Linked DNA regions of Mus musculus: region 1 is linked to region 2. The links are chromatin contacts, called in public promoter capture Hi-C maps. All regions are on one chromosome and are shown on one strand. The core of a region is the stretch at or near the end of the contact, and the rest is flanking DNA. Distances in the headings are between cores, read along the strand shown. Region 1 has its middle 29 kb from the start of Spp1. Region 2 holds the start of Sparcl1 (SPARC-like 1).

Evidence for each region. Promoter capture Hi-C pulls out the DNA fragments that hold promoters and counts their contacts.
Region 1: a contact with region 2 is called in a promoter capture Hi-C map of hippocampal neurons, with 2.8 times the contacts expected there. The contact joins the enhancer-like site here to the promoter of Sparcl1 in region 2. A contact is called at or near these places in 4 of 39 promoter capture datasets (cranial neural crest, hippocampal neurons, pre-B cells and 1 more), 1 of 15 datasets of contacts at CTCF or cohesin (the NIH/3T3 cell line), 1 of 115 datasets of contacts at active chromatin or transcription factors (embryonic stem cells) and 1 of 9 other capture datasets (pancreatic islet).

The regions. Positions count from the first base shown.
Region 1 is chr5:104,402,925-104,408,329 of GRCm38.p6, reverse strand. No RefSeq gene overlaps it. Among named protein-coding and RNA genes, the nearest start is that of Spp1, 29 kb to the left of the region's middle. Within about 2 kb of position 3,734, at least 29 of the 459 cell types and tissues checked have an H3K27ac peak or open chromatin away from gene starts, as enhancers often do. A contact at or near this core is called in the NIH/3T3 cell line and hippocampal neurons, where this site is marked.
Region 2 is chr5:104,111,765-104,117,376 of GRCm38.p6, reverse strand. Sparcl1 (SPARC-like 1) reads left to right here and starts at 3,289. Exons shown (of 11, transcript NM_010097.4): 1 at 3,289-4,000. It overlaps LOC330143 (a long non-coding RNA gene), which reads right to left. Exons shown (of 3, transcript XR_003955771.1): 3 at 1-5,472.

The DNA of each region.
Region 1 (5,405 bases), core at 2,485-4,984, 290 kb before region 2:
CAACCCTGCAGTGTTATACACTTGTTTAAATATCTCTTTAGAAGTTTTTATTATTTCAGTCTCTGAGAAGAGAGGGTGGCAAGCAGGCAGGGTTCAACCCTACCTTCCATTGATCTAAATAAGGCGCCATTTGTTCTGCCAACTAGAGAAGGACTATTGAATCTGTCAAAAAGATGTAAAATCCAATAAAACTGGGCTTCCAATTTCTGCTTGAAGAGAAAAAAAAATCTCCTGGTGGTTTTTCAGTTATTACACAACTGGGTAGAGGCAGACACAGAATGCATTCTTTGTGCTGGGGCAAGAATAATGTGGAAAACCACAGCCCTTGGGCAATTACTCTACTTTTCTAGCTGTGTTGAGAAGTCTGCATTTAATTAAGAAGTAATGGAGGGAGAAGAACTATTTTTACTGCCACAGTGGTCTTTTTTTTTTTAAGTGTTCCTTGTGAAAACATGAAAAAAATTAGTTTTCATTGTTGTTAAAATAAAAGTCTACCAGTCTTCTATTAGAAGAATGGGAAGAACCTTACAGCAATTTCTCCCTCAGAGAGTGCCCCTAAGGTGGCAGCTCTTGAGTTCTTAAAGGGTGACTCACTGACAAACTGGCAAGATTGCTGTGGAGAGACTCCAAAGGGAGAAACCTAAGGCAGAGCTGGCAGAGTTCTCAGGAGAGACTAGAGGCCAGCCTTTGCTCTGTACTCTTCTCTGGAGGCCTCTGCATTGCCCTCCAAGGATTTTGCTCTCATGGCTGGGGACTGCTGAGATTGCTGCTTTGCCAGTACGTTCATGATCTTACCTGGGACTCAAGTGCGTTATAAGCAATCTGTACTCGACATCCACTCTGCCTTCAATCACCACCAGACTGGAAATACACATCTGTGGAACAAGAACAGGCTTTTTTGTTCCTGTTTCCTCCCCTCCCACTCCTCCTCCTTCCTTTCCCTCTGCCCCACCCTTCCCCGTCCCCTTTTCTCCCCTTCCCTGTATGACATGTACTGGCCTAGACTTTATATTATATTACAAGCAGTTTAGAGTTAAAAGTGCATGCGGGAATATGCATAGATGCAAATACTATGCCATCTTATCTATTTTATATGAGGATTTAGAATATGTAAATAGAACCAATTTTCTGTGGATATTAAAAGATTGTCTTTTAACAAATGCACCAGAAAAAAAGAACTGTTTGCAATCTTACTGAATAAATACAGTTTGTCTTCCCTAAAGGCTGCCTGCATGCCAGAATACTAAAACTCAGTATGTTTTTATGGGCTCTGCTTTCTTTTCTGTGATCTTGATAATCCAGCCACTGCTTTTGCTGGATCCTGTTTACCATGAAAGCGCCAACCCCCACCCCAGTTCAGGGGAGGTAATGCCGCTGGCTCCTCTGAGCTGAGCCCTTTGTGGGTTCTCACTGGCTTTAGTTCTGATCTGTTTCACACTCCAACGAGAATTCTGGCAACATCTAAGCAAAGCACAGAGCTCTGCTTCCCTAGAAATTAGCACCTAATCACCTTTAAGCTCAAGGAATCCCATGCTCTCCTAGAGTAAGACCAGACCTGCTTTTGACCTCAAAACTTCAAATCTGCCATCAACCATTGAGAGGACTCTTTAACTTTATTCCTATCTTAGTTCTGAAACCTATAAGCTGCTAACACCTCCCTAACTGGCATGCACAGCACCCAGAAAAGGAAGCCACACTATTTCTGATTGAAGAAACAAACCTTTTGCCCATGAATTCATTTAGCACTGCAGAAAAATTCATTAAAATATAAATATTTTGTAAATATTTTATTAGTGTGTGTGTGACGCCACATTAGTGTTCATAAGAGGACAACTGTGGCAGGCGATTCTCTCCTTCCACCACGTGGATTCTGGAGTACTGATTCAGGTTATTAGACCCGATGACAAGCATCCCTATCCAATGAGAAATATTGCCTGCTCAAGATATCAATTTTTGGGCATTTTTAAAAATATCTGTGGATTGTCAGAGGTATAATAAGATGCCAGCTTTGGTTAAGTTATAGTTCTGGCTTTTGTATTTTGACCAGTAGCAATAAAACCCATCCCTTGTGTGGGATGTGGCTATGGATCCAGACAGGGGGGGGTCTCAGCTAACTGCATAGGAAGAAGTTTGCTTTCAAGTATCAGGGACAATAGATTACATTGTTAATTACATGCATTCAGGTCATCTTATTATGATGTAATTTGGAGGGAACTTGGTCATCTTGGTACCACCAGGGAGCTGTGCTAGTATGTTAAGTGAGTTGGACCTAGTGAGAACTTTCCTGTTTGACCTAGTAAAGTAACTACAGGCCACAGTGTGAACCAATTGAGTACCAGGGAACTGACACTCAGGGAGGCACTTTAAGGAATCTAGTTATCTTAGATATTCAGTGACAGTCTTTCTAAAGTGAGATTTGCCTTTCTGAACCATGTGCGGCCTGCTGTAAAGAAAGAGACGGTATTGTGAGACCCTCTGGAGTTAGGAGGCTGAGTATGTCACATGTAGGAAAACTACTCCTACCATTTGTTGGAAACCTTCAACGCTGGCAGATTTAAACAGAGAAGAGACCAAGACAAACAACAAAAGGCCTTTCCTGCGGCCTAGGTCATCTTGTTAGCTGTGATGCCCTCTCATCTAAACACTTCTTTACTATGCAGAGCTCCTGGCAAGCTTACAATGAAGGCCCTTAGGTGTTTGGAGTAATAATCCTCAGTCAGAGAGGCCTCAACATGAAAAATATGCTAGCATCATCCTGGGTATGGCAAAGACCAAATATGTGACCTTGGGATATAAGTGAATACGCAGTATAAGTTGGAACATAGGCTTCCAGGTAGGCTGCGTGTGTTTTATGTCAACTTGACCAAACTAGAGTCATCTCCCTCCTAGAATGCCTGGGGACTGGTCTCAGTACATTCTGTAGTTGAATAAACAAACAGTGATTAGTGTTACCTCACTGAGGTAACTGGAACTCCGGGCTCTTTAAATCCTGAGTTGCCATGGTTTGTTGCCGTGACAATTGATAGTCATATACTGGAATCTTTTCTCCATCTGTTACCCTGAGCATCAAAATCCTATGAGAACCACAATTCCACTGAGAAAGATGGCATACACACATTTTTCCTCAATGCATGTCGGATGCAAAACTTCTGTAGAAGTAATGCTGGCTTATTATCTGCTTAGCCTGCTCTGGGTCTGGAAACAATTTCTATGTCTCAAGACATATTCTGTTGAACAATTTAAGACAGTAGATGTTAGGAAACTCAGAAAATTCCACAACTTAGCAGCCAAACAATATTGTTAAGATCTGGATTGGGCATGTGCCCTTATTGTAAGAATTCCTGGAGTTTTTCATATGCAAATTGATAATTTACAGGTGCTAGAATGCCACGCAAAGCTATCCAAACTTATTAGATAGAAAATGCTATTAGAATGTTAATGTATCATTTTCTCAAATAACGTCTTAGCAGCAGGCATCTGTTGACAGACAGGTTTTGTTGCACGGATTAATGATGAATTATTGTTTGTGTGCAGAGAAGTGGGAGGTGTTTATAATGGTGTCTTCTGAATTTCTTCTGTGTAGCTCATTCACTCTTGTGAAAGTCAATCTTTTTGTCAAGTTCATGTCTGCCAAGTTTTTGTTTCTCCAGTCAAGCTGCATGTTATTTTTGACTCTCTAGCTATTCTAGAGGGGTTGGAACATTTGAAAGCCTATTACCGTATTCTTCTGTGCAGATCCAGACAATGTCTAAACGAGGACCGTGGTCACTTGTCTCGCTGCTGGTACAGTCTGTACTGTCCTTTATAGGTGCTCCTCTGCATTATGACTTAATCCTTAATGATCCCAAAGAATAAAGAGATTGAGTGATGGAGATGTTTTGATGAGCATAATGGTGCCTCATGGTGGGGTGTGTGAGTAGCAAGAATAGTTTTTCCCCTAGGCGTGTTAATATTAAAAGTGTTTTCTAAGCTACAGGAGCAGTTCTATATACTGAACTAGCTGGCTCATTACAATGAACTAGAGATGTAGGCGTGGCCTCCATCTTCCTGTCACCTTGCCTTCCAACCCTCTGCTACAGTTAGGGGCTTCTCTGTTCCCCTGTACCTCTAACTCTGCATTGCTTCTCTGAAGTTCTTGGCAGCATAGCTCACAGTTGTTACAAAGTTTAGGCCGAAGAAGAAAACAAACAAACAAGCAAACATGGGAGTCGCAGAGTTCTGAGCACTTGAGCACCTTTGTCGCTGAGAGGCCATGATGGCCTTTGAATTTACGGAAGGCTGGCCTCACTGTGAGGTGACCATGAGGCTCTGTCCCAGCTGGCAAATGCTGGCTGCCGGAAGAGCGAGAGACAGTTTTTATTAAGGGTGTGGCCACTGGTTGGTAGATCAGTTGTGCCCTGTGACTAAGAATATTTGGGCAACACAAACTGGTCAGAGATAGAATGCAACAAAAAGGAAAATACTGAATATTTTAGGTTATAGGTGAGGGTGGATCTGGGAGGAGTTAGGGGCCTGGGTGTGACTTTGACCAAAGCGCACAGTGGGAAATTATCAAACAATCAATCAATGAATCAATGAAACCCATTGCCCTGCACAAATAGTGTGTGCTAATGAACCCCAAACGTTCTTCTGAACATGATAAAAAGGAAGTTTTCTGTGAAGATAGCCTAATCTTTCCCCATTAGTTCAGTGACTTCCTGGTCCTGCCCTGTGTCCCAGGCTCCTGCCTTCATGCATGCCCCTCCCTAGGGACTGGGATGATTCAGGAATGAAACAGTCCTTTGTTTTTGTACTCCCTTCCCCACAAACACCAACATTCCTTACCATATCACCTACAATTCAGCCTTTCATACCAAAGCAGAGAAGGTGGGAATCCCAAATATCCCCAAATGAGAACCAACTTAAACCTACAACGAAGCGTCTAATTAATTATCTGTAGTGTGTGTGTGTGTGTGTGTGTGTGTGTGTGTGTGTGTGTGTGGTCTTGGCTTTATGATCTACTGACCTAACTTTGGACATGGTAGAATGGTTAGCTTGAGTCAATCTTTTTATTTAGAATAAGTAGACAAATATGTATGTGCATTGAATAAATGAAAAACTTAAACTCACAGACACAGACACACAGACACAGACACACAGACACACAGACACACAGACACACAGACACACACACATAAAGTTTGGAAACATTTGACAGCTAACTTTTCTAAAGAATTTATGTTTAAGAACCAAGAGAAGAAACCCCATGGGGTGAGTTGAGCAGGTCAGACTTCCAGGGAGACCGGGTAATACTGGAAAGGCAATGAAATACAGACTAAGTAGAACTTCGGAAGTATTGTAGCTCTGTGACAATCAAGCTCTTAGACACTCTGATTGCAGTAAGATAGATTCTCAAAGAAGCTTTC
Region 2 (5,612 bases), core at 2,040-4,539:
GCAGAAAAACAAAGAAGTCTATTGCATGCTTGAAGATTGATTTTGGCCATTCCTCTGCATCCGCAGGCACTCTTTGCAGTACCCACAGATACCAAGTCGTGATTGTGCCAGTCCCTTTGTACAACAGGGGAGTACCTGCGTATAACTCATGCACATCATATTGCACACTCTAAATCAACTTTAGATCATTTATAGTATCCAATTCAGTGTCAATGCCAAGTAAATAGTTATTGTACTGAGCTGTTTAGAAGCAATGATGAGAAAAATGTCTATGCATGTTCAATAATGACACGTTTTATGAATGTTATTTTTTGGTTTGGGGATGGTGGAATCTACAGTCCAGATGTGGGTCTGCATTTTGCCTCGCTGCTGGGGTGTGTGAATGTCGCTCAGGGAATCAAAACTCAGAGGCACTAGGCCTTCCTTGTCGCCATCAGGGTGCCAACACACACACAGGGGAGGCTGAACAAAGTCTAAGTTGGGTGGTTCTCTAACTCCCATGTACTCATATGCCACTAGGAGTTGAGAATGGGCTGCAGGCCTGTGATGAGTCCAGGACACGGGGAGGGGGGGGGGAAGGAGGGGTGGTGTGGCTTAGCTCAAGGTGTGTCAGGTGTGCAGAGAGGCCTTCTGCAAGAGACTTAGGCTGCACAGCTTGGTAACAAAGGCTCCCGACAGGGCAGTTCTTGATGAGAGAGATGGTCCTTGCTTATTCAAACAGTTTATTCACGTTGGAAAATGGATGAATACCAGGTACTAAGGGCGGACTAAAGATTGAATACCTTTTACAGGAAGGAATGTCCAGGAAGGGAAGCTTATTGGCTAAACCATCTGGGTCAGCTTTTCTGTCTGGTGACACAGTTCCATTTGCCCCACATCCAGAGGCCATGGTTATGGAACAAAAACCTTGGGGGAAATGTGCTCTCTAATCTTTCCCTTGAAATAGGGTTCCTAACCTTGCTGGAAGGCCTGAGTGGGGCAGGAAACTGGAGATGATCCACAGACATCTTAACTCTGCTGGCCCAAAAGATCGCTATGTTGGCTCTTTGTGGGATCTCCTGACCAAAGATGACACCCTGGTGCCATCTCACACGCAACCATAAAGTCTACTCTTTATTGAGGTTCTGCTAACCCTCATAGAGGGGCGCTGTAAACTTTCTGGGTCTGGCTTCCAGCTCCATCTGTGAGGTGGCTATTGTTGTAGGTTCCTTGTTCCCAGCATGGAAAGCTGTAAACTGTTCTAGACATGACAGTGCCATGAAACAGTAAGAGCTTGGGTCTCTGCCAGGGAACATTCCCAAAATAAAACCGTGCTTAACAACACCATTAAGTCAACACGCCTTTGTCTGTTTTAGTCAGTATTCTCTTACATCCTGTGTGTGAGTTTGTCATTATATATTACAGTACCCTAAAGTTCTCATCCCTGAACAGGAGATCTCTCTAGTCATACAACTGAGTGAAAATCCCCAATCTTAGAAATGAGACCTGCTCTCATCAGACATAAATTACATTTAGGCCTTAATTCCAGTTTTCCGTGAACAATCTGTCTGCAAGGAACTTTGTTTTCAGCATTCCAACAAATATGTCAAATTCAGTATTAGAAAAAAAATTTTGAGTTGGGTCAAGATGTTTTGGGTTTTTTAAGCACTCTCCAACTAAATCTTTCTCTTTGTTCTCATGGAATTAATCTCATTACGTGGAATCAAACTCATAAAGCCGTCTCAAATAAATGGAGAATGCTAGTTAAAATAAGTTAATGTTCGAAGTCTTTGAGAAAATTCTTTAACCAAAAAAGTCAAATCATTTTCTATATGGCCTGGCTGGTCTCGCTGCTCCATGATCCCTCGGGACACCATCGCAGAATGGCGCCAGCATCCTCTATGCTGCTAAGACCAGAGAGAAGCGTGCAGATGTGTGCAGAGGCCCTGGAAGAAACAAACCCTTGTCCCTTCCTCAGAGGAGCTGCTCACACTCCAAACCTGAGCTGAGGAAAAAACATCCCATTGTCTGAGGCTTCAAGACGTCACATCCTCGGCCCTTTCTATAATCCTGATCCCAGACACGTGCGCCCTTCCCAGCTGGAAGGGCTCTGGCTCACTGCCCGGCTTCCTCTGCTCCCAGACTTCCCTGCTGCACGACAGAGATAAGTTCTGTTACCTTTCTCATTCTGAAAATCAGTGCGACGAATGTTCTGGGGTCCGTAGAGCGAACCGGCTGAGGCACGTCTGCAAACTTGTATAGCTCAGGGTTTTTATTTGCTTCACTTGGCTTTTGCTTTTATCAGTCTGGTTGCCTGTTGACTTTGTCACACACTCAGAGAGCCTAAATTACGTTAAATAACAACTTCTCATCCAGTGTTAGTGGAGAGTGTATAGTATCAGAAGCATTTGGGCTAGTCACCTGGAGAAGGGGGTGGGGGGGCAGTATCTCTTCCTCAGCGAAATGCCTGCTCAGTTGGCTAACACAGGCGGGAGGCAAGGAGAGTACCACCTTGCTATTACAGTTAGAGACCCGGGAGAAAGCGAACGTTGCTGTCGTCTGACATAAACCAAAATAGTTAACATTTGTTGAGTGTCTACTACATGGCAGGAGTTTTATGCAGTTGGTTTGCATCAAATTATTGAAACTCAGAACAATTGCCTGTGATAGACCTTATAATCACTCCTCCTATATCTGTAGCCTCATTTTATAAATAAGAAAGCAGATGCTGAGAGAGGTTATTACTAGCTCCTGGGTGTACAGTTAGGGTGTGGGAAAGTCAAGAAGAAAATCCAAGCTGCCTGTCCTTAAATCCTGTACAGTTAACATTACTCTGTACTATCTTTAAAATGGGAACGTAGTAAAACCTCCAAAGACTTGTCAGACTCCACGAACACGATGCATTGAAAGCTGTTAGCGCAGGGTCCGACACACGATAAATGTGCAATAAATACAGACACAACCATTGAAATGATTACACACATACATATACAGAAGCAGAGCCAGGCCTACTGCTGCTCCTCTAAACTTAGTACCCAGGAGGCAGAGGCAGACGGATCTCTGTGGGTTCCAGATTAGCTCGGGGCCAGGTAAATAAATAAATAAATAAATAAATAAATAAATAAATATTTACATGCCTTGATAGATGAATGCCACAGTGCAAAGTCAGAAATAAGCACACAGGAAGACCTCTTCTTGTACAGCCCGGTGCCATCATAGGCTTACAGAGGATGACTGACTGGGCTGGGCAAGAGCAGGCTATGAATCACAGCTTCTCTAAATCAGCATGCTCTAAAGAGCAGCAACTTCATTTTCCAGAGCTGCTTACGAGTAGGACGGTTAAAGCAGCCGGAACGGTTCTCTGTTAACGTTCAGACTGCGGTCATGAGGACAGCTTCCAATCGAGCAATATAAAAACGCATCTGCTGCAGTGATCCTTCTGTCCTTTCACCCTGGCTTTGCAGTCGCCCTAGGAATAAACAAGAGTGTGAAGCCTCTCTGCAGTGTCTCAGAGTCACAAGCCCCAAGGGATCCCAATCATACGATCTCTCAGAGTTGTTTGAAAAAAAAAAATTGCATGAAGAGCCAAATGCTTACACTCTGGCCAAGTTAGGAGCCTATGAGGAGGAGAGGCTAGGGGAGGGCCGTTCACTCCATGCATGCTGCAGAATTAGCTCTCTCCCTCTGGGTCTGCTCTGCTGCAAAGCTCAGCAGCACGGAGGGAGCGAGATCCAGGAATCTGCAACAGAAACCATGACAGCCTGAAACACCCTGTGGTGCCAACCTCCAAATTCTCATCTGTCACTTCAGACCCTGACTGGCTGACAGAGCAGCAGAATTTCAACTCCAATAAACGTGAATGTGCTTCTAGGCAAAGCAGCCAAGCTGACGAGGGAGGGGGGTGGAAGAGCTAGCTCCTCTTGGGCATTTGTCAAACTTTTACCTCCTGGCTGTGTGCAAGGAGGGGACTCAACTTCGGCTTCAAGCTACCAAGGCTCTGGATCCAGCCACCTCTCCGCAGGTAAATGTTAAATTTGCTTATATTGCCCAACTGCATGCGTTAAACTGACTTCCCTGATCTAAAAAGACTGCTTGATGATTCTGCTTAAATAATTCAAAGCCATGTGTTTATTTTTATAATCCCATTTGGAGTGATTTATATGAAGGAAAAAGGAGAATTTTACTTTGTGTGGCCATGTCTCTTTTCCTCCTACAAAATTAAATGTCGAGCACTAATAAACCATAGTTTTCGTAATGGCCAAACCAGAAGTATAGATTTCAAAATTTTAAAAAATGTGTGTTTGCCATGTTTAAATTACCTAACTGTATCTGTCACTGTCATGGGCCTGACAGCTGTGTAGAAGTAGAATGCTTTGTTTGTTTGTTTGTTTGTTTTTCAGTTAGGAAATATCTCTAACAGTACATTCTTCTTCGGTTACTTTCATATTATCCTTTCCCTCACAGTTTTCACAGATCTCTCTCCTCCTGCTACCTATCATTTGTTAAGAGGTGACAAGGGGACAGGGAATATGCCCGGTTCCTCATTACATCCTCTCTAGAAAAACACAATGCTAAAGGAGAAGTCAGGGCTAACAACTGTGCTGTCTTTGAGAAGGTCCTCCCATCTGCACCTTCCCCAATACAGCACTTCCTGCGAGCCTTTCTCGCTCATTCCTTCAGGAACAAGATCACCCTGCAGTAGAAAACTATAACCCTGCTTGCAGCTGCCAATCAATACAGTTGAAAAAGTACCCGAGAGAAGTCCTGCAGTATAGTCTCATCTGCAGTGCTTTTTGTCTGCAAAGAGGTTAAATGTGCCACCTTGACATTGCAGACTCCTCTGGGGCAGACTCCAGCCACACAGAATAGAAATGTACCCGCAGTGGGGAGAAAAAAATTTTACCCTCTCCTTTCTCTTAGATCCCAGGGTTTTGTTTTCAGTTTACAGCTCGCTCCACTAAATCTTTGTTTCTGACTGGTTTCCTTTGTTTTTCTTAAAGACACCCCCCACCCCATTCTTAGGAAAGATTTAAAGTTTGGATCGTCTAAGTGAAGTCCAATCAGGTAGAGCAGTCTGTTTCCTCTGCTTGTCAATCACCGGACACGACTTCCCACATCTGGGGAAAGAATGTGTGCGTTGTTTGAAGATCGTGCCCCCACCCCCACTTTTTTCCAAAGAGCCATTGAGCAGTTAGAACTCTGGGGTGGTTTCCTTGCCCTTCAGTGTCTTGCCAGCAGGCTGTTATGGCACAGGCCCACAGTAAAACAATAAATAGTGGCGACAGATGAGGTGCGCGGTGGAGCATCTGGGGAACTCGAGAATGTCCCTTACATTCTCTCTTGACTCCTGTTCTTTCTCAGCTGACTTGCAGCCAGACATGGACGTGGTTGCTTTGGTTAAGTTGAGCTCAATGTCCAAAACATGTTGGATAACACAAACAACTTGTCAAAAGGCTTGAGGTGTGTTGGACTTTCTTATCACCACGGAACAATCTTTAGTGGGTGAAAAAAAAAAGAAAAAAAAAGCCATAAATCCAGGAGAAGCTCTTACGGGTCTCCCAGGATGCCTTCTGCAGAGGCTCCCGGGGTGATAGGACCACCACCTAGCCACAGCCTGTCTCTTTGTCATGAAC